Regions from separate parts of the Anas platyrhynchos genome. Here region 1 is linked to region 2. The links are chromatin contacts, called in public Hi-C maps. All regions are on one chromosome and are shown on one strand. The core of a region is the stretch at or near the end of the contact, and the rest is flanking DNA. Distances in the headings are between cores, read along the strand shown. Region 1 overlaps SLC25A21 (solute carrier family 25 member 21). Region 2 overlaps SLC25A21 (solute carrier family 25 member 21).

The links. A called contact is a pair of places that touch in the nucleus more often than the background predicts.
Region 1: a Hi-C map of small yellow follicle shows a contact between it and region 2, with 3 times the contacts expected there. The contact joins two enhancer-like sites. A contact is called at or near these places in 2 of 8 Hi-C or Micro-C datasets (F5 follicle and small yellow follicle).

What each region holds. Positions count from the first base shown.
Region 1 is chr5:25,560,034-25,565,924 of IASCAAS_PekinDuck_T2T, reverse strand. The region is part of intron 1 of SLC25A21 (solute carrier family 25 member 21); the gene reads right to left. Among named protein-coding and RNA genes, the nearest start is that of MIPOL1, 110 kb to the right of the region's middle. Within about 2 kb of position 1,909, at least 4 of the 8 cell types and tissues checked have an H3K27ac peak or open chromatin away from gene starts, as enhancers often do. A contact at or near this core is called in F5 follicle and small yellow follicle, where this site is marked.
Region 2 is chr5:25,463,808-25,469,856 of IASCAAS_PekinDuck_T2T, reverse strand. The region is part of intron 1 of SLC25A21 (solute carrier family 25 member 21); the gene reads right to left. Among named protein-coding and RNA genes, the nearest start is that of MIPOL1, 14 kb to the right of the region's middle. Within about 2 kb of position 1,991, at least 2 of the 8 cell types and tissues checked have an H3K27ac peak or open chromatin away from gene starts, as enhancers often do. A contact at or near this core is called in F5 follicle and small yellow follicle, where this site is marked.

The sequences.
Region 1 (5,891 bases), core at 660-3,159, 96 kb before region 2:
TTTCATTATTAATGCACAATGCACAATATTTATTTTATTTATTTAATGTGCCTACCATATACGTTTAGGTATTTGTTTTTAAGACTTCTTCTCAGAACGTAGCATTACAATGATAGAAGCAAATCTTCCCCCTATGTAATAAAGTCCTTTTCTTCATGAAGAATCAGGGCAATATAGTATGAACATGTGGTGATACAAAATGCAAGGAATATGCAAACTGACACTGTAACAAAATAATCTCATCAAAAACACATATTATTATCAAATATATTAAAAACGCTATTTATTGTAAACATGAAATGCTACAATCCTGGGCTTTTAAAATACTGGCTTTTAGAAATATTTAAAAACTCTATCCCAGAAAAAAAAAAGGATCTTTTAATTAACTGTATAGTTATATGATATATATGTAGTAAAGTTAATTTTTACAGTAAGTTTAATCTATTTCAGGGGCAATGGCTGAGGGAACATGCCTACAGACACTTTCAGTTGTAACTTACTAAAGTCTCCAGTGAACTACCATCTCCAGTGAAATGGATTTTAGCAGGATTAGTTTTCGAAATGCATGCAATTTTGCATGGAAATACAGTTCTGTAAAGTTTTTTTTTTTTTTTTTTTTTTTTTTTTTTTTTTTCCCAGTGCTGCAGCTTCTCAAAAATTTACCAAAAGTAAGCAGTAAATGCTGAAGTAAAAGACAACTGTTTTCTTAAAATCCAATTCTTTCATCTTAGGAGCTTTGAGACATAGTATAGCAGAAAAGTGAATAATTTATGTTTGATTAAATCGCTGTAATTAGTCATTTAAATGTAGATTAACTACACTGTTCATTCTATTATTTATTTAAAACACAGTTTTACCAATATAAGTTGTTTTCTTAAAGACAATTAAAAACATAACTGTTTTGTATATCTTACCTTGGGTTTGAAAACTGCTTTTTTCAGTTACTTCCAGGATTTTCTTTTTCCATAGCTATTTACCAGACCACAATTAAGGCTCTCAGTAATGTCTTTCATATTTAAAAACAAACAAGTTTGCTCAAATGATAAAGAAATTTATTTATATTAGCTAACTATACTGATGAAAAAATCCTTACCATATATATTTTTTTCTCATTAAAAAATCACACAGAGCACACACTTTTCGGTTGGAAAGAACATGTTCTTAAGTTTGTACAGCATGATTTTTTTTAAAAACACCTATAGATAATAATAAAAAAGGTAAAAGAGTTGTACTGTCACCTAGTGGATAAAGGTAGTAGACAAGTACACCTAGGATTACTTATTAAGATACTTACAATTTTAACAACATTAAAATATACATCGTTTTTTATATAGATTTCCTGGAAGAGATGAGTAAACAGCAAGAATGGGATCTACTTCTGTCGTAAGTCCTACGAGTATTATAATGACAGCCCTACAGAGTCTTTGGCTCTGAATATAGCTTTTAATTGATTCATTGTAATGTTGAGTATTACATTCTAAATCTGAATGTAAACATTGCATTTTTAAGAGCTTCAGATGTAGGGGAAAAGTCTCAAACTAGGAGGCTGACTGGTAGTGTAGACAACACAAAGAATAAAGCTAAAAAACACTGTGACCTTTGTTTTGCCTTCTGCTCTGAACATACCATCTTGTTTTTGTACTGCAGCTCCAAAATGTCTTTAAAAAAAGTCTGACAAAGCAAAACTATGGGAGTCATGCTTCTGAGACACAAGAAAAGCATCTACACTAAATAATTATTTAAGCCATTAGATAATCCAGTCTAACTACGTGCATAGATTAGGCCACTCACTTGCACAGTTTCCTTTTTTTTTTTTTTTTTCCAAGAGAAATTCTTATCATAGGAGCAGGCAAATATCTCACTGAAATTTGACCAAACATCTTCCTATGCTACAACTCGTGATTTAGGACCCAAAGAAATCATTTGCTTCAGGACACAGCTGACAAAACTCAAACCAAGTCAATGCTGCCACTCTTCCATTACCATTCTCCTGCAGCAGAAACCTGTTGAGAGTGATACCAATCTTAGATATATGAAGGGACTTCCCTCCATGTACTGCAACATAGTAGGAAAGGAAAAAGATTTTGGGATTGGTCATTTTAATAATAATAAAAATAATATTTTTTATAAAAATATTCATTTTAATAATAATAAAAAGTAATTTTAAGGGAAAGTAATACCTCTTTTTGAAACAATTAAGGGTAATATCTTCTACTTGCGTACATTCAATAGTCACAGTTAGTCACAGTCCTAAGAAAATTTTCTATTCTTTTCATGCATTTAAAACACTGGCTGAAGCTCTTAAGCTCTTTATATCCACTTCATCCTTGTCCATGGATTGAGAATTCTAGAATAACAGAGCAAATTGCTCTTAGACGACCACTTTTATGAAGGTCTTTTTTTCTGTCTTTCTTTTTTCCTGTAGCACACAGTAATCCATATCAGTTTTGCAACTACTGCAATTCTATGGGAACATGCTTTAGACCATTATTATCATAAAGAATGAGGCACATGCACAGGAACTTAGTAAGAGACGCCTTCATGGTGTTGTATTACCTGACATTAAATCATTTCACCCTTGTTTGCCTTCAGTGAAGCAGCTTTACTTGTTCTTAGTGCTCTGGTCTGAAGACTGATTCACTCAACTAAGGTTCACATTCGGGGGAAAGAAAAAAAAAAAAAAAGAAAAAAAGGCAGACTATCCTAACTTACACTGCAGTTAGACTTAAAAGCTGCACTCTACAGCTTTCTAGCACCAGAACAGCCAAGACAAATAGCATCATTCTGTCTTTCCATGTAATACACATACATTCTATCTTTAAATGTTTTAAATAAACAGTCAACCAACCAATTAAACATTTGTAGTTATCACAGTCATGTGAGCTATACTAGGAGTTCTTCTAGTGAAAAGTATTTTTCCCTATGTTTCTCTTATGTATGGTAAAGGATGGTTACACATTGCAAATACACAGCTTAGAACAGAACTAAGTCAATTTTCTGCACTGAACAAATTCTTATAGAGCTTAACTACTGAGCACAGGTAGAAGTGAATAGTGAGTTCAGTGTGAGTATCGTCAATTTAAAAACATGTTTGAGTGGGAAATAATATGATATACTTTGTCCTTGGCACACAAGACTTTTGCCTGAACTTAGTGTTCAGTATGTCCAGATTGCAACACGGATTCATGATTCTCGCTCTGGTAGTAGTCAGCAGTATGTGCTTACAGCTTGTCCTTTCTGTGTATGTTCCTACATGTAAACATGTTTGCTAGAGTACTCATGCTGGGAAGCAAACATCAAAGGGCATGATTAATGATGGAAACTTAAAAAAATAAAATAAAATAAAATAAAAGTTTGGAAAGGCATTTCCAAGTTACTTCCTAGAATGTAACAGCTTTTAATCTAAATTTTATAGAATACAGTCTTCAAACAATATTACAATATTTGCAATATTAACTCATACTTCAAATGGACATTAAGGAACTTTAAGTAGCATTATAACATGAAGGATTGTCTTTAGCAATAGATGAATAATTGCAGTTCAGGAACCACTTTGGATCTAACAATTGAATCTAATAATTTGTTTCATCTAGAGAAAAATGACAGTTAATAGTTTCACACCTGTAGGGGTAGGGAATCCATTTTCATTCTCTGCACCTTCTTTACAAGATATAAAAGGGGAATTACCTGCAACCTCTGTTTCTTTCCACGGACCTGACAAACTCTCTATGATGTATTCACTGTGAGTACATGTCAATTTGAGGAAACACTTTCTTTTGCCTGAACATGTGATGGCAATACTCAAAACGTATTCCCTAATAATTCATGTTAAGGCTGAAGACAGTGCAGCTAATTGTAAAGAAGCTGTAGCAATGGAGAAGGTTAGGCAGAAGTTATTTGTGGAGAGCAGAGATATTTGTTTAGTGGGCTTATGCATTGCTTCCTTCACTTTCTCACTACAAAGATGGGGTAGTTGTGGCAGAGGTGGACAAGTTACTGACATCCATATCCTACAGACTTTCTTTGAGCTACAAATTGACACCACCCCTCCAAGCTTCTTAAGTGTGTCTTTGCTAACTGGATCATTTTTACCTCTTGTGCATCTCTTTCCTCTCATACCTGACTAAAAGGGCTCATAGTTGAAAATATCATGAGGCAAGACTTTCCTGTAAGATTTCCTGCTAGTCCTGAGTTCTGTTAAAGTTGAAGATAGGAAGATAGTTCAGTTTCTTCTTCTATTTCTCACTTCAACAAAAGCGAGATGTTCATAGACACAAAGGGAAACAAAAAAGCAGATCTTGAAAAAAAAAAGTCCCAAAAGAAAAATGCAGCTTTGGTTAGGGTTACATTTTCAATGAAGATCAGGGATTACTCTAAAGCTTTATAGAAAGTTCTATTTATTTTAAAAGAATCTCAGACTCATATAAGCACTAAACGAGAATTAAAATACTGAATGGTTTAATGTAGAGCTGTAAACAAAAGATGAGACTAGACCAAGACTCAAGAGACCTCGTTTCAATTTCAACCCAACCACAGTCTTCCTGTGTGATCTATGCATGCCACTTAATCTATCTGATGTTATAGTTCCTTGCCTATATAATTAAGCTAACACTTCTCTGTCTCAGAGGGCTCCTATGAGGATAAAATTAATAAATAATAGGTTTTCTGTTACCATTGTTAAGATTACATAAGTTGATTACAAAATAGAAATTGTGGGATTAAGGGTTGCATTGTCTAAAAAATTTCAAAATAGAAATCAGGATTTTGAAAATGGAAGAATTTATGATCTGAGAAATTTTTAAATTCTCTTGTCTTGATTTAGACATATAGAAAGAAAAAACCAACAACCTGTTAACAGGCTGATAATTATATAAACTGCTTACATAGAGATCAGGAAAGTTGTAAATGCAAAATTACCTTTTGCAACTAGGTTAATTCCAGAATGAATGCATAATAATTTTAACAATGAACTGTAACACTTGTTCAAATGTACTCAACTTTTCTAAATACTAACATAGAATGTGGTAAAAGACAAGTGTTAAGAGATTTAAATAAGAATCTGCAATCCAGTAAATGGCAGATGCCTGCAAGGCTTTTCTAAGGTCTGTTTTAACATGGACATAACTTCCTATGTATTAAAAGACTATGACAAAGTTATTTAACTGCATTACAATATGATGAAACCGTTGCAACTTTTGCCATTTTCCTCCAGTACCATTTAAACACCATACTTAGCAGAACTGAAAAACACAAGGGCTAAAATTCAAAATATATAATTACCGTAAGTGCTCACAAGAAATCACAAAACATGCTTAGGGAAAGCAATGGCAGGAATCAATCAATAGCAGTTCACTGTCTAGATTTAGCAAAGAGACAGCTTATCTACAAATACATTTAACACTTCATATCATTGTAACAGGTCAATGAAAAGGGCTACACTTCAGCAGTCTGACTACATACCTAGCTTGCAATCAGAGTATCACATACTGGGCACAGCTTCTGCTCTGATATTCTTAGCATTGCCGCTGACACAAGCTGACTTGCCCAGTCAAGCTTTTAATATATCTTGCATCTCTTTATGTTTCGTTACATAACAGCTTCTTCTACTCATCATACCTCTGATAGCACTGTCATTAATGAAATCTATTTCTTCAGTAATAGAAAACCATAAGGTTCTCCTGAGTCAAAGGTTAAACACAGTCAATTTATTCCAAAAAAAAAAACCACAACGCAACCCACACCAAAAAATCTCAGCTGCAAGTTACTACTTCACTCCAAGGAGTTTTATATTTTCCTTGTCTTTTGAAACAACCCACAAGTGATAATGAAATGCTTAAAGCAAAAAGAGAGAGAATCGGGTTTCATCTACCTGGACTGTCTGGCAGCATACT
Region 2 (6,049 bases), core at 742-3,241:
TTCTATGCCTTGGTTTATCTGTCAGTGTTCCAGATTAACACAAACTCTGGTGATGGGTTTTTCTAGTGGCAGGCTTGTGCTGGGAAACAAGACCAGCAACTTGATTGCCACAGCTGCAACTCACTGTTTTTTTCCACACATACAGTCAAGCAGGTTATAAACTGAACAAGGTGCAATATGAAGGCCAAAATCCGTTCCTCAGACCCTAAACTCAATTCAGGACTTGTACACGTTCATCAGTGCACCAGTACTACAAAGAAGAGTTTCTTAAGCTCTTTCCTAAAAAGCAGAGCGAAACCTTCTTTCCCTCTTAATCCTCACACAAAGCTGAGCAAAGTCCTTTTTTCCTGGCATGGATTATTTGAATACGTATTTTCCTTTAATGGTATTTGTTAAGGGTTCAGGTTACCTGAGAAGCAGGTCCTACGAGTGTATATATGGAAGGTGACAAACAGCTTCATTAGCTACCACAATAGAGCAAGTTAAATTGCTGATATCTGTTAAGCTTTGGGTGACATTCAGAAGCTGAAGCATTCTTGGCACTCACTGCGGCCTGATAAAACAAGTAAGCAACCGAATGAGCCAGCTGATATCAAACCAATGCCTCCTCTTCCTCCACTGCCTGGGTATTCCTGCCAGCTCCCCCAGTTCGAGCAAACAAACTAACAGAAAACTAAACCAATTAGGTTTGTCACTTAAGCCTCTTGGATCGGTTCCCTAAAAGGGTTGAGCATCATTTCAAAGAGTTTTCTAACACAATAAGTACAAGCACAGATAAATAGCACCACCTCTTTCCTTTACAGGTCAATGTCCCCACTGACCTATATTGAACCTTGCAACAGAAAAGGGTGACATGGTCAACCTAAATGCACCCTGAGTTTGTGCTGATTTTAACCTAGATAGTGACAAAATCCACTGGGATGGAAGAAATAATTAAAAAAAAAAAAAGTATGATGAGAGTCTCATTATAAGTAGCACTTGGCTAATGAGAGAAACAGGTCTCGCAAAAGCAACATCATCCCTAACAAAAATATGAGCTAATTGCAAAGGAAAATAACAATGGAAAAAATCCCAAATACTAAACTGACAAGCACCCTCTCTGGTGCTGGACATTTGCAAACTGTTGGCATACAATAAGGTATACTGTTAGCTGAAACATGGGACCAAACCAAGAGAAAAAAAAAAAAATAGTTGTATGCACAGAAGAGACATGAAAAGTTCATTCCTATCTTTCCATGGATCATGCTTAGTAAACAGGGAACAAGAGACTGCCTATCAAGTTTGAGGACTTTATTGTTGTAGGCAGGAACCGAGTGGGTGTATTTACTGGCTACAGCAGGTAGGAAAAAAGCTGGGGGCCTCCATTTATTTACCTAGTTTGTCTGTAGATATGAAAAAAGAATATTTAAATTATACACGAGAGGAGACACATTGGAGGAGATTCCTGACAGAAAATGTTTTACCCACTAGCAGGTTTGATACCACCAGGGTTCTGGCAAGAACACGTAAGAAAACAAAGCACAAATTGCATACATTCAGAGCACACTGCCATTTAGGTCCTGCTTGGCACGGGACCCATGTTTGAAAAATACCTCAGACATCTGATGTTCTACATATAATGTTTTGATCTGGGAAAAAGAGTTTCAGAAAAACCTAGAGATGCCGAGCAGAAGCTAAGCAAAACCCAAATGGAACTCTGATTGAATGGAAACAGTGCAAAGGTCTGTCAGACCACTGCCAACATCCATCCTGCAACATATGAGGGAGAAATACAAATACGTCTTGGACACTCAAGAATGGAAGGAAACCTATGCTTGATCCAGCTCCAGCTCAAAGCCAACTGAAGGTGACCTATAGATATGGGATGGAAATCTCAATAGAAAGCATGAGAAATTGACTGGGTCCCAGCTACGACTGGAGGAATAACTAAGCTGTCCAGAGAAGCTGCTAAGGCAAATATTGACAGTACTCTTATCTAACAGTTTCAAAGTGTAACCCAGGAAGTCAAGGTGGAACAGCAATGTGATTAGATAACTGAGTGTAAATAGGCTCAGACAGAGAAGACTGCTTCAGTCTTATCTCACTTATTAAATCTCATGAATTTATTGTACTGTCTATGAGCCCACAAAAAACCCTATTCCTCACTCAGCAAGACAACCGTGTACAGACTGAACACAAATCAGAGAGAAAACATCTCCAGATATGCACCCCAGATCCTTTGGTAAAAGGGCAATGGAGCCACGTTCAAAAATATGACAACATCCATGTGACTTTACATATCTAACTTGGTGAATGGAAAATCAAACACTATATTTTTTTTCTTTCAAGTTTGAGAATAAAAGTTGTAGAACAGAATGGGAAATAACGTACATTAAAAATGTTGCATTCAAGAAAGGGCTCCAAAATTATGAGGCCAGAGCTGTGGCAGACTGGTGTTACCCAAGCAGTGAGAGCAGTAATAGGTTATCGTGCATCACAGATGCCTGTGCTAGTGGTACATCAGAAGTGATCTCCTCCTTTCCTTCAGTAAAGGTTTACATTTTTTGAATGGAAAATGTGCTTTTATATAAAACTGTTACCACTTTTCCAAAAGAGATTTATGATGCTCTTCAGTGCATCTCACAGCTCTTTTTACTGAGAACAATACAGCTGATCCAACAGTAACTGATGATGGGCTGCACATTTTAGAAGTGCAATACTTTTAAATTTTATTATTAAATAACAGCAAATTTTCCAACATTTTAGCTTAATGCCCAAATGTAAGAAGGGATATCAATTAAAGTTTCGTACAGGACTTCAGAGATATAAGTTAATAGATTGTATACAATTCTCTATTTTTTTATTTTTTTTTTCACACTGAATAGCATTTGTAGTAGAGTTAGAATCAGTAATTTAGGTGAGATGGGAACTTTGGGGGTCAGCTGGTCTGACCCCTTTCAAAGACAGACCAGCTCTGAAATCCAGACTGGTCCAAGCTCTTTCCAGTCCATTAATTATTCTTTCTGTATTTTATAACATTGTAAAGACAAGCTTTCAAGTCACTGATGGATTATATATTGTTCATCCTTAATTGCTGTGATTAGTCTTCATTCTGTGATAGTTTATCACATAAAATATATATATATCTTTTGTGGTAAAATTTAGATCTTGAATTCAGAATTTGTCAACTTTATTTAAAAATCCTCCATTAGCAAAGTAAACTTTCAACTAAAGCAAACTTGCATACCTTGGTATAAAGTGAAAATTCTTCCAGTTTAAAACTTTTTTATTGTTCTATAAGCAGCATGTGATGATCTTTTGAAGATTTTGCTTACAACTAAGGCAAAATATATACATTTTTTCCAATATCATTATAGCTTCTTGTCTTTGGTATTTTTTATTTTGTTTTATTTTATTTTTAAATCAATTGATGTTTTTTCATCAAACAAAACTTCCAAAGTTTCTGGGATAGGAGCCCTTTACCAGTCATTCCTACCAGATAGGAGCAGACTTTGACAGCCCCATTCTATTCCTGCAGACTTCAGTGATTTGTGATTAAAAATAATACCTGCCATGATGAAATACATGATATCTTCCTCTAGGCATTCAGTTTTAGACACTCGAATTGGAAAGTTTAATTTTAAAGTTATTTGCCTACATACTTCTGGGATATTGGCATAGGCACTGCAAACTTAGAAGGTCGCTGCCTCGCTGCAGCAGGATGCTTCAGAGCACCCAAGCCTGCAGTCAGTGGAATAATTCATCAGCAGTTCAGTCCTGTACACATCCAGGGAGCAGCCACTGGGAGCTGGTGAACAGATGGGCATGCTGGACACCGAAGGAGACCTTGTGCAGATCTAATACAGGTCAAAAGAGATACCAGGGGAATAGTAACTTCCATTGATTTCAAAGGAATTTAAATACTTAAACCACTCTCATGGTTTAGGCACCTGCATACCCTTAGAACTAAGGAGTGCCAGTTCCCCTGAAAGTACACATGAATAGTTAATGTATCAGGGCCCAGGAAGCAGGACAGTTATGCCTAAGGTTCTCCTCAGCTTAAAATTAAGTCCATCATTTCATTTTTCAGAGGACTTCACTCACCACCAGGGCCACTGCATATACAGCTACTCTCCTGTTGAGCATGCACCACCATGTAAAAACAAGACTCAAAGACCCCAAAAGGAGCAAGAATGAACCCAGATCTGCAGCCCAGTAAGAAAGACTCAAGGATAGAAGGACTTTCGCAGTTCCTCAGTTTTCTGGGCTACAGACTAAGCCAAGGAGGGTCCCAAGTCTTTCCCTGGTCTCATGAATCTCCCAGGTCTGTTCTGAATTGTTCCACAAGCCGCAGGCGCCCAATTTTTGCTTAGGCAGAGTGCAGGCAGTCTAAATCTTGCCCTTAGTCAAAACTATTTATATTACAAACCTGAATACTGAAGGGTTTACAAAACAATTAGCAAACATAAATATAAAATATGTTCAAGTTTTACAAACAGTTCAACTATAATACAAAATGCAATACAATGATTTATTCCTCTGTCTGAATTTAATTTCCTAACTACAGAGTTTGTAGTCAAAATAAAGACAAAGCAAGCTATCCTTATTCCAGTTGAACTAAATACAGTTCCAGCCCTAGTGATGTCCCCCTGAAAAGGGGATTTATTAAACACAGCTGACTCTCCCATCAGAACTTTTCAGTTCTTCACAGGTTTTGCAATTAAGGTTCTAGGTGCAGTTACAAACATGAATTAAAATGTCGGAAACAAGGATTAAGACGGAACAGAAAAAGACCAGTTTAAGACTGAGCTTGCAACAATTGATATACCATCTCTACTTGACTGCAGTGTTTCTCCCTGAAGAATGTTACTGTCATTCTGTGCACAAAATGCACACGGCTCAGTCCAAATAGCGGAGTAGCATGCTGTTTTTAGGGTCCCCTCTGTTCTTAAAAACAGTTGGAAGATGCATAGATAAGGACAAAAAGGACTGCAAACAAGAAGAAACGAGAAAAAAAAAAAAAAAAAAAAGCACAATTAAGGCAGTTATTTCCCTCTCCTCCCTCCAGGATTATGTCCAGGCTTCTCTACAGGTTGCACAAGACATTCACAGCATGTCAGTGAACATGTCTAATTTACTTGCAGGTGCCCATCTTGCAGGTGCCCATCTTGAGGAACCATGATTCCTACATATCTCTGCACAACACCTGAAATCTTCAGTGAATAAAGTAGAATAAAAAGATTAAGGTGTAATCAATAGTCAAATATACATGTAAGTGACAGCACATTAAATGAGAAGATAATGAGTATTTAAATAGAACAGCCATTATTCATTCTATTTATTGAACAAATTATAGATTGATATGGAGAAAAAGGAAAAGGCTATCATATAATGAAAGGTGGGATCATACTACTCAAGCACAGGAGTTGTTGCCCAAGTTATTCAACCTAATTCCAAGCATTGACTCTGCAAGACCAAGCAAATGACTAGTTCATTTTAAAAGTTTAGGGCAAGTCTAAACTGATCAATGTTCCTGGAATGCCTTTAAAGAACATTTCTGAATGTAGAAAATCTATTTGTGGACAATATATAACTAAAACACTGTGAAAGTAGCTTATCCAGAAAATGTTTAGAAGTTCATTCTATGCTGCCCCTTATCTTTGTTCCAAGAATTTTGACAAGTGACATTTTTAGTGGATGTTTAAGGACCACCTGCTCCAATTTTATTGCCACTTCTTGCTTTTCAAAAGTCTGCAGAAGATACCTGTGTTTGTATAAACTTTAATTTTACATCAATTTATTTTTCCCTATTGATTTCCTTTTTGCTTGTGATCCTGCTGTTTATTCTTTAGCTGCCAGAAATATTCCAGGTAAGCACACTCTTACAGAGGAAATGATACCAAGAAGTTCAAATACACAGTAAATTATACATTTTACAGGTTTTCCAAATTAATAAACAAAGCTTGAATTCTTATGCTTACTGATATAGAAAAGGAGTTCTGTTTATATACCACTTCAAAAGTGGTATATAAACTTATAAACTTATAAACTTAGTTCATGTGTGAAATAT